Linked DNA regions of Zea mays: all the other regions are linked to region 2. The links are chromatin contacts, called in public Hi-C maps. All regions are on one chromosome and are shown on one strand. The core of a region is the stretch at or near the end of the contact, and the rest is flanking DNA. Distances in the headings are between cores, read along the strand shown. Region 1 holds the start of LOC100284570. Region 2 holds the start of LOC100283635 (strictosidine synthase). Region 3 holds the start of LOC103644020 (serine/threonine-protein kinase STE20).

Region 1 (3,016 bases), core at 16-2,515, 870 kb before region 2:
ATGGGCCTGTCCTACCCTCTCTTCCTCCACCCCACTGCTCCCTACGATCTCTTCCACGCTCCATTCCTCCACCCCGATCATCCCATCGAGGAGCACACATCTCTCGCTCAGAGTTTGTTTCGTTACCTTCCAAGTCCTTCGCCTGCAACTCCAGTCGCAGCTGTGCAATGGTTCTCTCGTTTTCCTCCATTTGTCGAGCCATCAGTGCTCGATCTTCCTCCGCTTTCTTCTGTCCAATCTCCATGGTTTCCATCTTCCAGTCAACCGCTCCACCGCCAGCATCATCCGCTCCCAACGCTCCTCCCTTTTTTGCTCCACGCCTGCCACTGCTTCTAGGATCAGCCACGTCTGAACGGATGGCTTCGTGGACGGCGCCGTGATGACCACCCTCCGAGGATCAACAGCTCCGATACCACTTGTGATGACCCTTGGCCACAGCGGCGGATCGCCGGGCGTGAGTTGCTTGCGGAACGACGACGACAACGCCGACGGGGACCAGGTGAGTTTGTTCAGGTATCTGTTTCTATTTTATTTCATATCCTCCTCTCAACAACTCATTACAGTATTTATAGATCTCGAATTCAACTACTAATACGGCTAATGCCCTGGATAATCCATCTATTACAGCCCAAAGAAATATTAATACGGCCCAAGCACTAATACCCGAAGAACTCAACTAATACTCCATACCTGCTGATCAATTCCACCATACTCGCCGACGCACCACCTTGGGTCATCACAGAGCATGAACAGAGATGTCAAATCCTCAAACGACAATTCCTAAACCTAGGCGATAAAGCCGATTCGGACTAGGGCGGAGGACACTGTTCAATGGTCGGAGCTAAATCTCTAGGAGACTAGGACGGACCGCGGGAAAGGGGGGAATCGGCACGAAATGGAAACCTATAAAATTACAAGACGGATAGTTGCTTACTTATCCCAGTTGATCTCCGTCTGGTGGAGCGACGGGATCTTGGCGGCCCTAGATGTTGTATCCATGGCCGCGCCGCTCAAATCCTCCCCTCCACCAATCCGCGACCCCCGAGGTGACAACCGAAGGGGGCGCCGGAGGCGTGACGTCGACTCGAATCGGCAAGAATGGCGGGCGGGCGAGCGGGCAGGCTGGCTGCGAGTGTGGTTGGCTTGCCCCCCGTTTTCTCTACCCACTTTCGTGCTCTTTTTGTCCACAACAACTCAGCAAGAACAGCGGAGAGAGCATGTGTTCCTTCCTCGCCTCTTCGGTTTTGTTGGAGGGCGTCGCCGCGTCGATGGCGTCAGCCGTCAGGACTTGGGGACGCTCCTTTCTTGGGCCCAAAGGCAAAATGAGAGAATAGTGCTTTTTCCTAACAGCGACATCGTTGTTGGGCTCGGAGGCCAAGCCCGTTTGCCTTTGCTTTATGACGAATGAACAGGTGAACTCGTTCCCTTCAGGCTTGAGTCCTTGACGCTGCAGTTTATACTGCTTCGTACTCGAATATTTGTGGTATGTTAGTTTATTTTTAAACTAATAAAATACAATAAATAAAAAATAAAGAAGGAATATAACCTTAACCAGTAAATTGTAGCTAGTATAGTGTCTGTATGTGGCTACGGTTTTTATTTATCATATATTTAAGTATAAAATATAAAACACAAAGACATGTGTGTTTGAAGCTACAACTATCATGTTAATCCTTGTTTATGTATAATTTTAGATTTTTTTATCAAGAGAAGAGAGAGGTAAACGAAAGGAGGATGATGGGAACCAATGCTTTATATAATAGAGACTAGTATAATGTCGTATTGTGTGTAAACCCTAAACAACGCATTAAGGAAGTTAGTTAGTTCTTATGTTACTTGGAAAATTATATTAAAATTTATTAAGTTGTGTTTTGTTGATGAGACATGCTAATTTAAACAAATGATATATATATATATATATATATATATATATATATATATATATATATATATATATATATATATATATATATAATGATAATAATTATTTTTATAAAATGGTGAATGCATTCATACTGAGAGACTTTTTATTTGTGCATTTGATTTGTGGCCAAAATTCATAATCAAGTTTGAATTTAAAATCTTGAAATTTGATAGGGGAATTGATTTAAATGGAAATAGGAAAACAGAAAAGAAAAAAAAGAAAGAGAATGAACCTACCTGGGCCGAAACACACCCTCTCGCCCATTACCTCACGCCATCCCCCGCGCGCCGACAGGTGGACCTGCATGGGCAGTGACTCGGTCCCTGTGGCCCTGGCACACGTGTGGTCACCATGCGCTGACGCACGGGCCCCGATGGGCAGCCCCTCGTGCAGTGTTGTGGCTGGCACATGGGACCCACCTGTCAGTTGCTCTCGCTGAGCATGTCGAATCCCTCTTTTGCTTGGACCTACCAAACCGTATCGCAGCGCGCTTGCTGGGCCTCTAGCGCGTGGGGCTGTTCGGTTAGACTACCTCTAACAGGGACCTGTAAATGGTTCTGTCCTCTAAAATATAGAGGATGCATGCAACTTTTTGTCTTCAACAAGAGACTGTAAAGAATCCTCTAAATTTTAGAGCACGCCATGCATCCGCTAGAAATAGAAGACGTACGGTTCTACTCTATACACTGTGCTTATTTATTGTGTTTGCTCGTTCACGTGCACATGACTGGTAAAAATCAATATAGAATGTGAAATATAGTACACTGTTGATATAGAGGATGAAATTTAGAGGACATTGCTGGAGATGGAGAAAATATAGAGAACCGAATCTTTTAGAGAGTATTGTAAAGGACAGAGAATATTCTTTTAGAGGACGAAATTTAGGGGACGTTGCTAGGGACAGTCTTAGGCCCCCTGTACATATTCCCCATAACAACTCAGCCGCAATGAGCGCCGCCGCCGCGCGATTCTAGCTAGCCGGGTGCAACCGACCTAGCTGGACTATAAACCTGTGCGCCTGGTATTCCTCCCCTCCTTTTTTCCTTGAGTAGACCCAATACACATCACGACGCCGAGAGAGAACAGGGAGCC
Region 2 (2,700 bases), core at 111-2,610:
GTGCCTTGTAGTAGGTATAGGTGCCTGAGTTTATATGTATCATCGTGTATGTACCATTGGGAGCTCAATTATATGCCATTGTACCAACCCCAGACATTGATTATTACAATTCATCTAGCAGCCAGATTCTTGTCTCTAATGGAATGCATGGCGTCAATATATTTTTTTTTCTGTTGGTTTGGTTGATGAGCAGAACCTCGAACTGTTCTTGGGTGTACCTGCCACTTGTTCTGACTTTGCAGCTAACATACAGGGACGCTTCTCCTGAAATTGTATATCAGTCAAGGACGCATCTCATCATAAAACTAGCTTGGCTGCCAATCCTAGCACTTTTAGGGTTCTTCTAGAATGGTTCCAGGCTTCCAGCCTCCAGCTCTGTTTCTGAAACGGCTCCGGCTCTTTTCGGTAGTAATTTTTTCCCGACTCACCGATCCGTTAGGAGATTAAATTATCTTCTATTTAATTTTGATTAGAAAGCGATTTAATCTTCTCTAATTCCTTCAATCTCTCTAACCGAACAAGCCCCTCATGGATCTATCTATTTTTCTAGTCACCAAATTAGTCTTTAATCATCACCAAATTAGTCTTTAATCACCAGAAATATTAGAGAGAATATAAGTTTCCAAACTAGTCTTAGGGGCCGTTCGGTTGTACCGGAATAAGCCAGGATTTATTCCAGCTCATCAAAATCTATATAAATTAGAGAAGTAATCTGGCTAGGAATTAATCCGGGTGCTCCAATTCCAAACAACCGAACATGACTTTAATGGTAAAGGACACTGTTCCATTATAGTTAGCGGGTGTTTAATTTCTAGAGACTAATTTTTAGTTTTTCTATTTTATTTTATTTTAGTTCTTAAATTATTAATATAAGGACTGAAACATGTATTATCTCTATTCTAGTATGTGTGTTTATTAATTTAGGAACTAAAAAGAATAAAATGGAGGGAATACCTTAAAGACCCTTTAGAATGCATGATTTTTATAAGAAGCATGTAATTTTGAAAAAAAATACAGGAAATAAAATTATATCATATTGTAGTGTTGGTGTTGGACATGCTTTGTAAAAAAATATTCGTGTTAGTATTCTTGTTAGCCCATCCACCTCACACGAAAGGACATGTAGGGCGGGTGTGTGTGATCGGTGGCGTGGCAGGCATGGAGGACTGACGGCGATGCGTGAATGCGTGATGCTGATGCTTGGCGCGGAAGCATGTGAGGGATCCATGGGGTAGTTGACATGTGCGGAGCGCACAGGAGGCAGCGAGCGACCTTGTTGGCCGTGCACAGCGCACCCAGGCCAGTTTCCGCCGCGAAATATACAAAAGCCCCGGGCCCCGGCAGCCGCGGCGCGTCGAAGTGATGACCCCTCGTTCCATCCGTCCTCACTGAGCGGCAGCAAAGCACGCCGTGCCATTCCCATCACTAAGCGCTTGCGCGCGGCGGAGAAACCCAAGCGAAGCCCCGCAAGAGCGAGGCGAGGGAGAGTGGGGCGAGTGGGTGAGCCGCTGGCTAGCGGGATGGCGTCGCCGGGGGTGGTGGCCGCGGCGCTGCTGGTGGCGGTCCTGGCGGCATTCTGTGGCACGGATCCGCTGCGGATGGGCAGCATGGCGGGCTTCCCGGGGTTCGAGGCGCACTTCGTCGACCTCCCCGATCCCGCCGAGATGCCGCCGCACGCGGACGAGCGGGAGCGGCTCCGCGGGGCCGAGGTGCGGTTCCGCGGCGATGTGCAGGGTCCCGAGAGTGTCGCCTTCGACCCTCAGGGTCGCGGCCCGTACACGGGCGTCGCCGACGGCCGGGTCGTCTTCTGGGACGGCGAGCGGTGGGTCCCCTTCGCGACTGCCTCCCCGCGCTGGACGCAGGAGCTCTGCGGCGGGCCTAAAGCCTCGCCGGTGGAGTACCTCCCCAACGAGCACATCTGCGGCCGCCCGCTCGGGCTCCGCTTCGATAAGAAGACCGGGGACCTGTACATCGCCGACGCCTACTTCGGATTGCTTAAGGTCGGTCCCGAAGGCGGGCTGGCCACGCCGCTCGCAACGGAGGCCGAGGGCGTGCGCCTCAACTTCACCAACGACCTCGATCTCGACGACGAGGGCAATGTGTACTTCACGGACTCCAGCATCCACTACCAGAGACGGTCTGTGATGACATGCCCTCGCTCTCTTCCCTCTGCTTTGCGTGCTTGGATGGATGCTCACTTGAAACTTGATTCCTACTGACCACGGGGTAGGTGATCGGGAACATCACGAATCCACGATCCTGACATTAGGTTGGAACTTGGAAGGTCGTCTGCTTGGATTACTTTACTTTGTTTACCTTCACTCATCCTAATTGAAGTGTCAGCAAACATTATTTATATGCTACAAACGATACTCACCTCACACGTGTATTTGTTTTATAAAAAAATAGGCATTATGCTATGATCTGTCAGATCTCTTCAGCACATCATGTTTCACATCAGGGGTACAGTCACATACTTTCCTAATGAATAAACTGAAGATGGAGAATATAAAAACCCAAAATGGACCAATTCTTTCTTTGAGGGCTACAGTCCTACTCTTTTTTTAACAAACCAGGCGGGAGAGCTGCCGATTATAGTAATAAAAAGAAGCGGTCCGGACCGGACTAAACAACAAACAACAGACGGTTGGATTGTGACATCAACGCGCCGACACCATACAACTCAACTCGCCGGTTGGA
Region 3 (2,931 bases), core at 79-2,578, 970 kb before region 2:
ACAAAAATGCAAGGACTCAGAAATCAGAAAGCAACCACATTTATGAGATTCTCCCACAATTAAGCCCATGCAAACAAAATGCTCACAACAAAAGCAATATGGTTGCCAAATATGAAATATGTCTTGGGTAGCCTTCCGGAATATTCACAGAACTTTGTAATAAGAAGCTAGAAACTAACCCCTTCTGTTAATGAGATGATCTTGACAGCCACAAGCTCCTGCGTTCTGAGATCCCTTGCTTTGTACACTGCACCATATGAACCTTTCCCTGCATTTCCAATTGAATTTGCATTGCGCAAAATAGCTCAAAATTTCAGGCATTATACAAAAAGACATATAAAGAACTAATGAAATAATAATTCCAGAGCAAGAGTCGCACCAAGCTCATGGAGCAGCTCGTACTTGGTGGAAGGATCCTCCCTGGTAACACTGTCTGGCACCGAGCTGACCGATGGCTTCCGCCTTGAATGTTGTTGCTGTTGTTGCTGCATCAGAGGCGATGGCTGCCGGAGCTCCTCTGACTGCTCCACCGCTGGAGTCCAGAAAGAGGACCCGAAACCCCCGCCGCCGCCAGAGGCAGATTCATGGGAACTGGAGCCCCCGCTGGTGTGGCGAATGAAGGTGCCAGAGAACGACCCGCGGGGGCTCGACGGGCTCCCTGGCCGGCGGATGAATGTGCCGGAGGCTGACTTCCCGGGGCTCGACGGGCTGCCGGTCCGGCGGATGAATGTGCCAGAGACGGACTCGCGAGGGCTAGACGAGCCACCCGAGCGACGGATGAATGTGCCGGAGGCGGACCCGCGAGGGCTGGAGGAGGTTCTCCCCGAGCGTGTGGTGGAATGAACGACGAAGGTAGAGTACGGGTCGTCATCGGTAGCGCGGGGGCTTGAGCGCCGCAGATCCAGGAACGGAGATCGACCGGAGGCCGGGACGCCGCTCTTGAAGGCCGCCGTGGCAGAGAGGGAAGCATCGTCAGGGTCGGAGGAGTAGGGGTCCTCGTCGTCGTCGAACGAGGCGCCGCCAAAGTCCTTGGGGAGCCGCTGAAGAAGCGGAGGCAGCGAGGAGGGGTCTTCCTCCTCGTCTTCCTCCGCCCGCGTGGAGGGGCCCCTGCCGCCGCGGGCGTCGTCTTCATCGTCATCGCCGTGGACAACGAAGGTTGAGTAGACGTCGGTTTTCTTGGCACGCGACCACGGCGAGCGCGGGGAGAAAGCCATGGCGTGCCACGCGAGGTGGGACTGGGAGGAGACGGTGAAGGTGCTCGTCGGGAATGGCAAATGGGGAAAATTGTTTGTTTAGTTGGATCCAGTTCACTCGAATCTGGCAAATACGGGTCGGGCTTGGATGGGCCATCCCATTTTAGGCCCACACGACCACACCCAATCACCCACAGTCCAGAGAGCTTCGAGGACTGAAGGGTCTCGCATTTCCCTCCTCTCAGTTGCATTTGTACGGTTGCACACGAGATCATTTTGAAAAAAAAAACAATGCAACGATGTGGGAGAACGTTTAGAGCTAGTTACCGGTGGGAAGATGTTGGATGGTAGAACGTTTAGGGAAAGTCTAAAATCCGGAGGGTATTGAAGGGCTTAAAATCACCTTCTTATTTAAAATTGAATAAGGAGTGAATTTTAGCCTCTTTAATCCTCTCCGGGTCTAGTTGGAATTGGAGGAGTAGAGCGTTCTAGCCCTTTCAATCCCCTGCGGTTTTCTGGCTTCCAAACTAGTCTTTATTGGCATATATGTTTCCACATCACACGTGGTAGGGTGAAACCATCATTACAATTTACACATTACATCCTAAGAAGAAGGCCATATTTGATTAGAGGGACTAATCTTTAATCTCTAATTTTTAATCTTGTTTTCTAATTTTTAATCTTGTTTAGTCCTTATTTTACCAAACGGAAGGACTAAAGTAAAGACTAATTGGTTTTAGTCTTTAGTCCCTCACATGGGTGCTAAAAGTGACTAAAAAGCAACATTTACGCTAATTGTCTGTGACTAGAAAACTGACGTCATACATAGAAAACACTAAAAAGTGTATTTTTGTCTTTATATGTTACATTTAATATATTTAGAATATGTTTAGTCCATACAACCAAACACGATATGGACTTAACTTTAGTCTTAAAACTAATGAAACTAAACGCGACCGAAATATCCCGCAATCCACAATGGGATAAAAATAACAGAACATCGAAAGGAGGCTGACCAATAAAAATCAGGTCAATGGTTCATATAACTGGCATCTGCAGAACCAAAAAAAAACATCTGATTGGGATTTGCTATTAGGTCAAACAATTGCTTATGCAGTTTCAAAAAAAAATCGCTTATGCAAATTTCTCCCATATACAACTAAAGTTACACTAGCACATTCCTCCTGAAACAGTAATACTGAAAACATACTCTTTTGATTTGCGTGGTTGAATCTACAAGCTTATACGGTTTGTTTCCAGAATTTGATCGATCTATCGTTTCCACAACTAACAAAAACTGGCTCAACTGGGGAATGGTCGAGCCATCTAGGAGCACCAGTGCTGCCAGAAGGCAATCTTGTAACCTTTTCAGCAGTAAGTGCATCCCAGACGACAACCTGAAGAGTGACATATCATAGTTAAGCTCTATTTCCCTGCTGAACTACAAATACATATACTGTTCTGAAATTGAGATTTACCTCATTGTTTTGTTCATCAACTGATAGCACAAATTCCTCGGTTTCATTGAAGACAGCCTGGATAGTAAGAACAGTTATTATCATATTTATCGTTTATCATAGAAGTTAGGTACGTTGTTATCCTTAGAAGCTCAAGCCAGGCTATTTCCGGATTAAAAATGCAATATTTTGTTTCCTAAACTTTGGGTAAAAAAGAATATGTATGACACACGAGTAAATTTAAATCAGAAAAAATGATAATCTTACAAAAACACGGAGAA

The links. Hi-C and Micro-C count contacts between places; a contact is called where the count stands out from the background.
Region 1: a Hi-C map of endosperm shows a contact between it and region 2, with 6 times the contacts expected there. The contact joins the promoter of LOC100284570 here to the promoter of LOC100283635 in region 2. A contact is called at or near these places in 2 of 25 Hi-C or Micro-C datasets (bundle sheath and endosperm).
Region 3: a Hi-C map of tassel shows a contact between it and region 2, with 4 times the contacts expected there. The contact joins the promoter of LOC103644020 here to the promoter of LOC100283635 in region 2. A contact is called at or near these places in 2 of 25 Hi-C or Micro-C datasets (endosperm and tassel).

Annotation. Positions count from the first base shown.
Region 1 is chr1:284,211,462-284,214,477 of Zm-B73-REFERENCE-NAM-5.0, reverse strand. It overlaps LOC100284570, which reads right to left and starts at 1,265. Exons shown (of 6, transcript NM_001370665.1): 1 at 935-1,265. The coding sequence starts at 999.
Region 2 is chr1:283,342,496-283,345,195 of Zm-B73-REFERENCE-NAM-5.0, reverse strand. LOC100283635 (strictosidine synthase) reads left to right here and starts at 1,360. Exons shown (of 3, transcript NM_001156536.2): 1 at 1,360-2,137. The coding sequence starts at 1,521. LOC542031 reads left to right here. Exons shown (of 12, transcript NM_001111676.2): 12 at 1-123.
Region 3 is chr1:284,310,093-284,313,023 of Zm-B73-REFERENCE-NAM-5.0, reverse strand. It overlaps LOC103644020 (serine/threonine-protein kinase STE20), which reads right to left and starts at 1,328. Exons shown (of 18, transcript XM_008667209.3): 1 at 380-1,328; 2 at 180-268. The coding sequence starts at 1,214. It overlaps LOC100192488, which reads right to left. Exons shown (of 13, transcript NM_001137708.1): 12 at 2,672-2,728; 13 at 2,306-2,590. The coding sequence ends at 2,435.